Linked DNA regions of Mus musculus: region 1 is linked to region 2. Evidence: chromatin contacts called from public ChIA-PET data. All regions are on one chromosome and are shown on one strand. The core of a region is the stretch at or near the end of the contact, and the rest is flanking DNA. Distances in the headings are between cores, read along the strand shown. Region 1 has its middle 7.4 kb from the start of Kcnc1. Region 2 overlaps Nomo1 (nodal modulator 1).

Evidence for each region. ChIA-PET counts read pairs in DNA pulled down with a chosen protein or histone mark.
Region 1: a contact with region 2 is called in an RNA polymerase II ChIA-PET map of memory CD8 T cells, with 15 read pairs. The contact joins two enhancer-like sites. A contact is called at or near these places in 1 of 39 promoter capture datasets (hippocampal neurons) and 2 of 115 datasets of contacts at active chromatin or transcription factors (large pre-B cells and memory CD8 T cells).

The regions. Positions count from the first base shown.
Region 1 is chr7:46,385,881-46,392,292 of GRCm38.p6, reverse strand. No RefSeq gene overlaps it. Among named protein-coding and RNA genes, the nearest start is that of Kcnc1, 7.4 kb to the left of the region's middle. Within about 2 kb of position 2,487, at least 61 of the 459 cell types and tissues checked have an H3K27ac peak or open chromatin away from gene starts, as enhancers often do. A contact at or near this core is called in memory CD8 T cells, where this site is marked.
Region 2 is chr7:46,057,362-46,063,490 of GRCm38.p6, reverse strand. Nomo1 (nodal modulator 1) reads right to left here. Exons shown (of 31, transcript NM_153057.4): 15 at 4,939-5,075; 16 at 2,525-2,612; 17 at 1,659-1,722; 18 at 429-524. Among named protein-coding and RNA genes, the nearest start is that of Gm39010, 19 kb to the right of the region's middle. Within about 2 kb of position 4,295, at least 109 of the 459 cell types and tissues checked have an H3K27ac peak or open chromatin away from gene starts, as enhancers often do. A contact at or near this core is called in memory CD8 T cells, where this site is marked.

The sequences.
Region 1 (6,412 bases), core at 1,238-3,737, 330 kb before region 2:
TTCCCCCTTCTCTCAGGATTAACCCCATCCCATCTTTTAGACCAGCTCCAGTTCCTTCTCTCTCTCCTAGATTCCTGCTGGTCCACAGCCAGAGAACACCAGCATGGTTGGGGGACAGGCGATCAGGCCTCCTTGAGCTTAGCCTTTGGGAGGGAAAGGATCCCCTTCCCCTTCTTGCTGCCTCTAAGGATGAGATTTTGAGCGGGGATGATGAGGTCAACTTACTGCTTGAACCCTGAGTGGGGTCAGCAAGGAAATCAAGGAAATAGAGAAAGGGCCGGGCATAGACACATGCACAGGAAATCTGGGGTCCATATAAGGGAGTGTGCACTCTGATGCTACTGCTGGCAACCCAGGACCTCATCCTGTCTGTTGGGTACGGTAGAGGGGAAGTGGCTAGCTGATCTTTATGAAGTCTCTCTACGTGAGCTCTCTTGGGTTGTAAACATGCAGGAGAGAGAAACTGCAGTTGGGTCCATGGCCTTGGTTTTTGTCACGACTGCACCCATGACAACAGCATCCATCATTATAGACTTCACATGGAACTCCCTCTGCTCCCTGGATGCCACATGAAGATGGTCAGGAGAGCACTGTGCAGAGGAGGATGTGAGCAGCACAGGACAGGGGCCTCTGCAGTGCAGCTGAGGTCCTCTGTGGGGTGCTTTGTGGCACACTAGTGAGTGCTGGGTGTCTATCAGCTTGAAGGTGGACTGGACAGCAGTTGTGGAGGGGCAGGTCCAGGCGTCATTGGGTGGACCTGAAGCCAAAACTTTTTGAAAGTTACACTTTTAAAAATGGCAAAACAATAGAAAATTGGAGATTAAAGGGAATATTTATTTACATAGGAAAAAATCAGGATGATTTAAATCTTTTGAAAGCTGATAGGTGCCACCAACATTTGTAAATCCAGGGCAAAGCTTTGTTTCTTAAAAACCCTCCCTCTCTCTCTCATATGTGTATGCACATGGACACATACAGACACAGGCACACACAGACACACACAGACACACACAGACACACATGCACACAGACACAGACATACACAGACACACATGCACATAGACACATGCATATACATGCATTTGTGCACATACACACATGTAAGCACACATGCACACACACAAATGAGAGAGGGAGAGAGAGAGATCATGGCATGTACATGGAGGTCAGAGGACAGCTTGTATGATCTACCATGTAGCTCCTAAGGGTTAAACTCTGGCCTCAGGCTTGGCAGTGAGAGCCTCTACCTGCTGAGCCATCTTGACAGTTCTAAAAGCCTTACACTCACTATTTGTCTAGCAATATGCCAGTCAGTCCTATTTACTCAGAAGCTGTTACATTCAGACAAACAAACAAACAAGCAAAGAACAACCCAGCGGTCACATTTACTGGCAGTTGTGGGGAGTCATATTCAGTTACCACAGCCCTGAATTTTAGATGGACTTACAATGAACAACCTCCCTATTCCTCCCTGGGGAACTTTTTATATGCACCAAGTAACAGCTTTAAATCTCCACCCAGGTGACAGTTTCCCAACAAGTGGGTGGCACCACTTAAAGGCACAGTCCAGAATACACAAAGCAGTACTTCCCCTTCCCCTTTGGGATAGCATCTCACTGTGCCATCCAGGGCTCCACGTCCAAGAAGCCGGCACTGAAGTTGTATACCACTATGCTTGACACTGGATAAAAACAAAAAGAAAGCAAACAGAACCCCCTACCCAGTTCTGAAGAATTTTGAACCTGGAGGACTCAGACCTCCCGATTTTGAAACTGACTACTAAGTTTCTGGTATCCAAATTGTTCTGTCCCAGTGTAAGGATTAGTACATAAACCAACGAAGAGGAACTGGGCAGCCAGAAGTAAACCCATGGAATTATGGGTAATTGTTTTTTGGCAAGAGTGTCAGGACAGCCTACAGGAAAAATGGCCTTTTCAAGAAATGAAGCTGGACCAACTGGAAATCTACACGAAGCAAAGCAAATTGGGATCCCGGTCCCAAGCAGGCAGTGTTTTGTTTTGTTTTGTTTTGTTTTGTTTTGTTTTGTTTTTTAAAAAGAGTGGATCAGCTTCCAAAATGCAAGACCTAAAACTATATGGTTCTCAAACTCCAGGTAGGAAATGTTTTCTTCTTATGATATAAAAGCACAAGCAAAAGTTGAGTTTCACTGAAAAGAGAAATTTGTGCTTCAAAGGAAATAAAAATTCAAAAAAATGTAAAAACAGCAGGACAAGACAGCTACCTGCAGGCTACTTAGCTGACTGGGGTGTGTGTGTGTGTGTGTGTGTGTGTGTGTGTGTGTGTGTGGATAACGTAGAAAGAACTCTCCTCGCACAACCTGGTTTTAAACGAGGGCAAGTGATTTGCATGACCACACCGGAAAGAGGATGTGGAAATGGCCTTAAAGTCAGACGTGGAAAGAGTAAACACCGTTAGTTAAAACCACATTTAGTACTATACTATATTCTCTATGACAGTTGCAACAACACAGGCAATAATATGTGTTGTCAGGGATGTGGTATTGAAGATACCAGTTTTAGGTGTTACATTCATTATTCAAACCACCTGGCCAAAGCAACCTAACCCTTTGTGTGGGCTCGCAATTGTGCGGCAGGAGCATGAGGTGTTTGGTCACACTGTCTCTGCATTCAGGTGTGGGGCGGAGACAGACAGACAGAGCCTCTGTGTGCCTCCTTCCTATTCTGGGACCCCAGCATTGGAATAGTGACACCCACATTCAAGGTGACCTTCCTACCTCAGCTGAGCCCTCCTGGAAACTCTCACAGACATGCCCAGGGGGGCGTTCTCTTATGTGGTTCAAAATCCCTGAAGCTGGTAAGACTGGCCACGGCAGATATAGACCCAAGAGAACTGGAACTATACTTTTATATACAAAGCCTCATGCTGTTCACAGTGCCACTGTTCACAAAGGTTTAGAGTTGGAAGTAGCTCAATGTCCATCAACTGATGAACAGATGAAATACGATATCCCCATATGACAGAACTCTATTCATACATGGTAGTCATGTCCTAACATGTATGTGGATAAACATTAGAAACTTGCTGAAGGAGAGACGCCATACACAAAAGGCCACACATTAGGTGATTCTATTCATATGAAATGTCCCCCCAAACAGGCAAGACCATGGGGATAGGCTGGTGGTATCCAGGGCCGGGGGACGGAGGAGTGTGGGGACGGACTGCTTCTGGTCACTGGTTTCTTAGAGAATAATAGAATGTTCTAGAATTAGACAGTGGTAATGGCTGTGGCACAAGCCACTAAAATATGAACTTTACTATTGTTTTTAATTTATCTATTTATTCACTATTTTTTTTAAAGACAGTCTCATGCTGTAGCCCAGGCTGGCTTCAGTCTTACGGCAATCTTCCTGCTTCACCTTCTTGCGTACAAATGTGCACCACCTGAAGAGGTGGATTTTATATCATGTGAATTTTATCTTTAAAAATACTTTTAAGATTTATTTATTTTAGTGGATGTATCTGAGCATTTTCTGCATGTGTGTATGAATGTATGTGTGTACACCACATGTACTCAGTACCTGTAGAGGCCAGAGAGACCATTAGCTCTCGAGGAGTTAAGGATGGTTGTGTGCCATCATGTGGGTTCTGGGAACCTAACTTGAGTCCTCTGCAAGAACAGCCAGTGTTCTCAACTCCTGAGCTATTTCTCCATCTTCATGAGTTATATCTTAATAAAACAATGGCAGACAATAAATGATCAGGTGACCAGGAGCCTATAAATAGTCAATGCTAAGACAAAGCTCAGATGAATGGTCTCTGATTGGTTATCTGTAAAAGTTCTACTTTGTGGGCTGGAGAGATGGCTCAAAAGTTAAGAGCACCGACTGCTCTTCCAGAGGTCATGAGTTCAATTCCCAGGAACCACATGGTGGCTCACAACCATCTGTATTGGGATTTGATGCCCTCTTCTGGTGTGTCTGAAGAGAGCAATGGTGTTCTCATATAAAATAAATAATCTTTAAACCAAAAACCAAAAAAGTTCTACTTTGTAATATTTGTTTTTCTTTTTCTAAAAAGCTTCAGTTGAATTTCAAAAAATAAATATGCCATTCTCAAAATATTTATTACATTTATTTATTTGGTGTGTGTGTGTGTGTGTGTGTGTGTGTGTGCACATGTGAAAGTCAGGAGACAGTTTGTGGGAATCAGTTCTTTCCTTCCACCCTGTGGGTTCCAGAGATCACACCAAGGTTTTCAGGTTTGGTGGTAAGCACCTTCAACCACTGAGCCATCTTTACAGGCCCTGATAGAACTTTTAAAAGTACCGGCTCTCTCACAAAGAGAAATTTCAAGTCCAAATGTGTGTACAATAAGGTGGAGGGTGATGGAGGAAGACACTGGGGACTGACCTCTGGCTTCTATGCACACACACACTCACACACCCCCATGCATGCACACACTCACACACCTCCATGCATGCACGCACTCACACACCTCCATGCGTGCACATACACACCTTCATGCATGCACACACACACCTCCATGCATGCACACACACACCTCCATGCATACACACACACACCTCCATGCATGCACACACTCACACACCTTCATGTATGCACACACTGCCACAACTCCATGCATGCACACACTCCCACACCTTCATGCATGCACACACACACACCTCCATGCCTGCACACACTCACAGACCTCCATGCATGCATACACTCCCACACCTTTATGCATGCACACACTCACACACCTCCATGCACGCACACACTCACATACTGCCATGCATGCACACACTTACACACCTCCATGCCTGCACACACTCACACACCTTCATACATGCACACACTCACACCTCACTTTTTGAGTCATGCTCTCTCACTGATCCTGGGGCTTGTTGATCAAGCTAAGTTAACTGAGTAGCGAGCCTCAGGGACCTTCCAGTCTCTGCTCTCATGGAGACTGGGGTTATGATACACACTTCTGTGCCTGGCTTTTATGTGGATGCTAGGGATGGAACCCAGGTCCTCAGGCTAGGAGGCAAACACTTCACTGACCCAGACATCTTCTCAGCCTTCAAATGTAAAATTTTAAGATAATAATGACTTGTATGTAGGCTGTTCAAGTGTTTCTAAGACAAGAAAACAAAAACAAAATAACCAAGCAGACATGTTCTGAATCACTTCCCTATCATTATCCCCTTTCTGCTGCGCTAGTGTTTCCTGTGTTCTCTCATCTGCTGCCTCTTTCTGCCTGTCTTTCAACCTTTGAGAGACTCCTCTATTGACCACATTTTTTACTTTTTTTTTTGTTTTTTTGTTTTGTTTTGATTTTGGTTACATTGATTCCATATAGAGTAGAGCAATCATTCCACCTGGCTGAACTTGTTTTGTGACATTGCTAATTTTAGGATATTGCTTTCAGGCTCACAACTATATTGGAAACATCATGAACAGTTCCAAGATTGGCATCATATTTGGGAAAATTTCAAGTGTCTTTCCTCCAGGGGCTGTGGGGATTCAAAGGATTTTGAATTTTCTCATATGGTGATAATTTTAAATATTGCCTGATTGATAAACCTCAAGAACGTTTCGCTGATGTTGAGTTCTTGTTACAGTGGCGTCTTATGAATTTTATGTTGCCTTGTTGCTGTCAGGTCAGCAAAACATATTCTCCTAATATGTTCATATAATTTAATTTTCTGCCTTGGCTGGATTAAGCACCAGATCAGAGTCTTTAACAGGACTCCATTAACAAGTTCTTTTCTTGACAGTACGACACCATGGTGCCCAGGTAGGGAGCAAGCCTGAGACAACCACCAGTCTAGCTCCACACAGCCAGGCAGGCAAACCATGTCCTAGACAACTCTTAGCCTGGTGCCACTCAGCCTGGGCAGGAAGGAAACCTGAGATGACCCCCCAGTCAGGTTCCACAGCATCCAGGTGGGCAGACCTTGCCAGAGACAACCCCTTTCCCATCCGGGTCTGTTACCACCAATGGCCAGGCAGACATCCCTGGTCTAGGCTACTGCCTAGGACCAGGTCAATGTCTGAGTTATGTGCAAAGTTATGTGCAAAGCTGGTCCCACCTCTTTCCTGGACATCCTGGGAGAGCTGGCTCTGAAGACATGAGAGCAGGAGAGTTCACCTGTCCCTTAACAGCTGCAGTACTTGGGAGAGCAGGTCTTGCACCTTGCCTGTGCAGTGCAATAGAGCTGGCCCTGCTGGCATAGGTGCAGGTGGGCTGGCCCAGAGGGCACGAGAGGGAGAAAGCTGGCTCTTCCCCTTGCCTGCTGTGGCATTGGCTGAGCTGGCTGGGGCAGTGCTGGAGAGCTTGCCCTGGTGGTGGTAGCTGAGCTGGTGGGCTGATTGGCTCAGCTACCACCCAGGCCCAGCTCCAGGGCCTTGAATTGGCCCACCCC
Region 2 (6,129 bases), core at 3,046-5,545:
GGGGGTGAGTTCCTCAGGGTTCATCTGTGTGAGACAGCCATGCTGCCCAAAGAAAACTGTGCTGTCAGATACACCTCACCAGCATGGAACATCCCTCAGCAAGGCCTGTCTCCCAAGGACCTTCTCCAACCTATACAGGAGCCATCGCAACTCAAGACCTCAAGAAAAGAGCTAAAGAAAATGAAGCAATTTTAAGTCACTAACGCGCTTGAATTACAGTGAACAAACCCTAGAAGATTTTTCCCTTAGCCAAAAAAAAAAAAAAAAAAAAAAGAAAAGAAACAATTAAGACTTAAGACAAAGACCCAGCTGTCAGGAAGCCCCTCCTCACGCAGTTGCTGTGTCACCAGAGTGTAAGAGAGGGAGGCCACCGGTGTACACACTTAGAGCAGCCCCCACTCCCCGGCCACAGCGGGCACCCATCTCACTTGATAGTCACTGTGACGTCCATCATTTTGTCAGTAATGATTGTTCCAAGAACATGGTGACGAATGGCTGTCAGCGTCAGGATACTGGGTGAAGACCTAGAAATCAAACAGACACTCTGCTAGCAGCAACCCCGAAGGGGTACTCCAAGGGGTCGCGGTACAGCCTTGGACCACACACACACACACACACACACAGAGAGAGAGAGAGAGAGAGAGAGAGAGAGAGAGAGAGAAAACAACCCATAGGCTGGAGTGGGTAAACTCAGGAAACCTCACAAGTACAATGTCCTAACTAGTTCTTTGTCACTTGACACAAGCGGGAATGGTTGAGGAAGTGCTCCCACTGGGCCGGCTGTGGGCAAGCCTGTGGTTCATTTTCTTGACTGATGGTTGACCTGGGAGGGCCCAGCTCACTGAGGACAGAGCCACACCCAGGCAGGTGGTCTGGAGTGAGTAAGGGAGCAGGCTGAGCAAGCCAAAGGAAGCAAGCCAGTCAACAGCACTCCTCCACGGCCTCTGCCTCCGCTCCTCCAGGTTCCTCCTTCAGTACCTGCCCTGACTTCCTTCCCTTCATGATGGACTGGGATTAGAACATACAAGCCATATAAGCCAACGGTTCCTTCCGAAGTTGGTCTGGTCATGGTGTTTACCACCACAATAGAAACCTAAAGAACACATCCACCAAAGATGCCAAACCTCCGGGCCCTCACTGATGGGAAGGAACTCAGGCTCAGGCCACCATGTTTATATTTTTAGAAGTGTGTGTGTGATCTACTGAGAATAAGGGTGTGATATTTTAAGAACAGAATTAGTTCAAAGACCATTTTTTAACAGCATGGCCCTCCCATCTGAATTTCCAGAACTCTATTATCGTTATTGTTGTGATTTTCACAGGGAGGGTGGAGCCCGTTGAATGGAACACACATGGGGTCAGAGGACAGCCTGTGAGTCCATTTTCTCCTTTCACCTTGACACAGTTTCCCGGTTTCGAACTCTGGTCTCCAAGCTGGCTCAGCAAACACCTTTACTCAGGGAGCCCTCTTGCCGGCCCGCCTCCATTAGGATATCAGAAAACCTATACCGAGATTTCACTCAAATGCCTAATCTTACCTCTTTCAAAGGAAAACAAACAAACGACACCCAACAGAAATACACCCGTGTGCCCGGGAACAGATGAAGAGACAAAAGAGTAAAGCACACACCCCCAAGGCACTCTGTCCCCAAGCTTACGTGTCATAGGTGTAAAAGGCTTGCTCAAACCGGTGGCAGGAGCGGGGAGTCACTTTGTACACACCTACAGAGAAAACCAAGTGTAACTGTCTGAGCCTAGAAGGCTCTGCCAGCACGCGTGCTCGCTAGGGAGGCAGCACGCCTCAGACTGAAAGCTTAAGCTTATCACAGACCTGAGGTAACGGGACTGCGAACACCGGGCGGGCTCTCCTGTGCCACGGGCCCCCTCCTTCTCACCCACTCAGGAGTGCTGACATTGTCGGGAACTCAATGACTCCCTGAGGCTGCACCTGCTCAGACGCAGGTAATGTGCAAAACGGCTACACACAGAGAATGTGCTACGTACACACAGTGGAATATAACTCAGCAGTGAAAAAGAACAAAGCACTGTTATACTACAATGTAGCTCAACTCCAAAACTATGCTACCTCTAAGAAGTCAAGGCTGAGATCAGGCGGAGGCATAAAACGTAACTAAGCTGTAGCCAGGGCTGGGTCTGTGGCCATGACTGAACAACCTGGTCAGCTTGCTGGCAAGCATGTATCACACATCTTAAGGGGATGTATGCTGTTTTTTTTGTTTTTTTGTTGTTTTTTTTTTGTGGTACTGGGGTAAGCTGAGGCTCTGAGAGCACACTGGGTTAGTGCTCCACCACTGAGCCCCGAAGCAGGTGAGCTTCACGCCCTGTAAACTCTATCTTGATCGAGCTGGAGCGGCCGTGGAGGATGGGAGGCAAGGCAGGACATCACATCACTGCAAAGATAGACTGCTGGCAGCAATGTCACTAACATCTCTGAGGGTTTTGGACCCGGGGTCTCCGACCTTCAGGCCCAGGCCGGCGCCACACTCCCACCTCCCAGGCTCACCAGGCTTGGACAGGCAGAAGCGGTTCACTCCCCTGGAGAGATTGTAAATCCCCACATTTTCAGGGCCATTTCCGTCCTGATGAAATTCCTGTAGGGCCAAAGGCAACATGGTGACTCATGGGGAAAGACACTACGGTGATTGAGAATATTTCAGTGGGGCTGGGAAGATGGCTCAGCAGTTAAAAGCATTGGCTGCTCTTCCCGAAGTCCTAAGTTCAATTCCCACATGGTAGCTCACAACCATCTATAAAGAGAACTGATGCTCTCAAATACAGGTGAACATACGGACACAGCAACTCCTACATTAAAAAAAAAAAAAAAAGATTTCCATTTCTGAACTAGCCATCATGTTGGCCCATTATTCATGTAAACAACTGGGTGCCACAAGAAAACTGCAAACCTTCAAAAACTTATGACTGAAATGTGCTATTTGCACTCAGTCAGCTCCTGTGTACAGAGTGGCTGCTCTGGGTCAGACTCAGGTCAGGACCCTTGAGGAGGGCAGAGTGACCTTTTAATTTGGGAAATCAGTGGTTTCAGACAGAATGTAAAGCAGAGAGGCCAAGGCAGTGAGCAGAGGGGCCACCCGCCACAGAGAAGTGTTCCGGAGCTCTGGGGCCCTAACCTTGGGCCCCCGTCTTGGGAGGAAACAGTAGCTGGGCCTCAATGGTGAAGAAGGCTCAGCTCCTCGGGCACAGGGATGCACATGTGAAAGGCCAGCGCAGCAGAGACAAGCAGCTCAGCTAGGACTGAGAAACAAGTGCCACTGGGGCCCTGGGGACCAGTGCACAGGGAGGAAAGGCAGCCTTCCTTACACAGTTCAGACATAGTCTAGAGAGAGCAGAAATCTACAGGGCTTAGGGGGAGGGGTGTCTGTTAGCTGACTCTTGACTGTACAGCAACCCATCCCTGGAATAAAAAGGGTACTTCGGGGTTTGTAGCAGCTGAGGCAGCAGCCTGGCCTTGGAGACACCGGCTCGGGTCCTACCAGTGTCACAAGCAGCCATGCTGTTGCCATCCGCCCAGCTCTCTGGTGGGATCCAACAATGACATTTGCTCCTACCCCTAAGGAACGACAGAGATCATCCCTGAAGCCCCCGTGCCTGCGGCCAAGCAGACAGGCACTGGCCTGCACTCCACTGAGGGAAGCGGGCGACAGAAAGTGCGAGGCCAGCCTGGGCAATGCAGCACAACTCAGCCTCAAAACCAGAAAGAGAAAAGGTGGGAGGGGGCTGGGCAGTTAAGAGCACTGGCTGCTCTTCCCGAGAACCTGGTTCTGATTCCTCCGTGGAGACTCACAGCCATTAGTAACTCCAGCCCTAGAGGATCCATGCCCACATCTGGCTTCCACAAACACAGCACACAGGTAATACAGACACACATAGGCACAACACCCACATACACAAAAGAAAAAAAAACAATAATCTAGGCCAGCTGCGGTTCCGCCCTCTTTAATCCCAGCACTAGGGAGGGCAAGGCATTTGGATCTGCTAAGTTTTGAGCCAGCCTGGTCTACATGGTGAGTTCCAGGACAATCAGGGCTACATAATAGAGAAAGCTGATCTCAAAAACAAACAAACAAAACAAAAACCAAAAAACAACAACAACAAAATAATAATAACTTTAAAAATGGTTTAAGGACCAGACATACAACTCAGCAGTAACCGTTGGCCCAGCATGTCTGAAACCCTGGGTTTGGTCCACAGAACTGCAAAACGAAAATAAAAGGAAAACAAGAGAAGAAGCGAGTGAGTGCGCTCTGCCCACAGGAAGCAGCCTAGAGAACTCAGCTGCACTAGTCAACAGTGTACTGGGCACACCACAGAAATGCTACACACAGCACAGCTTGCTGACCTCCCACAGCCTGAGGAGCGGGCACTGTGATCCCAACGCGGCAGGAAGAGACAAGACCACGCAGCCGCACCGCACCACACCGAGCTGCCCAGCTGCCCACGGGCTGAGGAGGACCTGTAACACTGCAGGCTGAGGATGCCTTCCCTGGCAGGTGGGAACCCAGGGTAGAAAAGGGAACTTGGCTTAACTGTCATTACACTCTTGCTGTGCCAGGCTCCAGCAATTGCTATAAGCCATTTACTTCTCTCTCTCTCTCTCTCTCTCCCTCTCTCTCTCTCTCTCTCTCTCATTCTCTCTCTCTCTCTCTGTGTGTGTGTGTGTGTGTGTGTGTGTGTGTGTGTGTGTAGACCAGAGGGTAACTTGCAGGATTTGAGGCTGAGCCGTCTTGCCCGCCCCGCTGGGCACTCTCTCTGAGGCTGAGCCGTCTTGCCCGCCCCGCTGGGCACTCTCTCTGAGGCTGAGCCGTCTTGCCTGCCCCGCTGGGCCCTCTCTCTGAGGCTGAGCTGTCTTGCCCGCCCCGCTGGGCACTCTCTCTGAGGTCCCTCAGAAGCAGCACATACCAGAGTGATGGCGTGTGAGAGTGCGCAGCGCAGCATGTAACCGGTCTGCCTGAACTCCACCGCAGACACGTCGTCCTCCAGCACTTCCACTTCCAGACTCTTGTTCCTCCAGCACCAGTCCTCATGCATGATGCTTACTGCAAAGCCAACACATGGGGCTGGGGCCTCACGGTGCCGGGCAACTAGGGGCCTGCAGCACTGAGCAACTGGGGACCTGCTAGCTAGCTGCAGAGGAGTACACATGTACTAAACACAGAATTGTGCACTTTAATCCTAGTACTCTGAAGGCTGAAGTACAAGGATTAAGAGTTCAAAGCCAGCCTGTCACCGCAGGTATCTGTAGAGAGACCGGAGGACCTCACTTGACCGCCATCGCAAACCCTACAAGTTTCTGAGTGCTTAGCCCGAGCGTCAAGCCCTGGAGGCCCCGCTTCCTCAGCTCAGTACCCTGTCTAAAAAGAAAATACACTTTACATAAAAATACCTAAGCAGGAAGCAATGTTCAGGGCAGGTCGCTGCCAAAGAAAAACTGACATCAGTGGCCACTGTCACCACAAATAAGGAAATCCATCTAGGCAGAAGATGCCAGGTTACAAGATATTCATGGGCCGCTACACTTTTTGTAAATTGTCTGACTTTTGTTGTTGTTTTGGCAAATTTCAAACTCCTTGACTCAAAAGACTCTCCCTCCTCCGCCCGCCCGGCACCCGGATTCTAGTCAGCTTTGCGGGTCTGGGCTTCTGGACTCTGCCAGGGAACTGTGAGCAGCAACAGTCATACGAGCTCATGGGCACGTCAGGACTCTGTGAAACTAAAGAAACAGGCAGCCAGCTCTTTCTGAGACAGAGAAACACAAGCCCCCAAGAGAAAAGTCTACCTCACTAGGTAGAAGTCTAGTCCCTGCCACCAGCTGCAAGCTGCTCTTCAAAACAGAGGCAAGAGCTGGCTTACCGAGGGCAGGAAGGGCACCAGCGTGGGGCCCTGCCCTGCCGACCAGGCCCTGTGCTCTGCCTCTTAGTCTCTCCTTGAGAAAGGCCACTGTACCGTTTCAAGGGTAAGGTATCGGTCAGGGGAGGAGAAAGAATGACTGGGCAAGGTCACTCTAGCTAGGCCTAAGTGGCAGACATGAGAACAGAACTATCGTGCTCCTTCTGGCATTTAGAAATAAAACAGTTTTTGCCAGGCACCGTC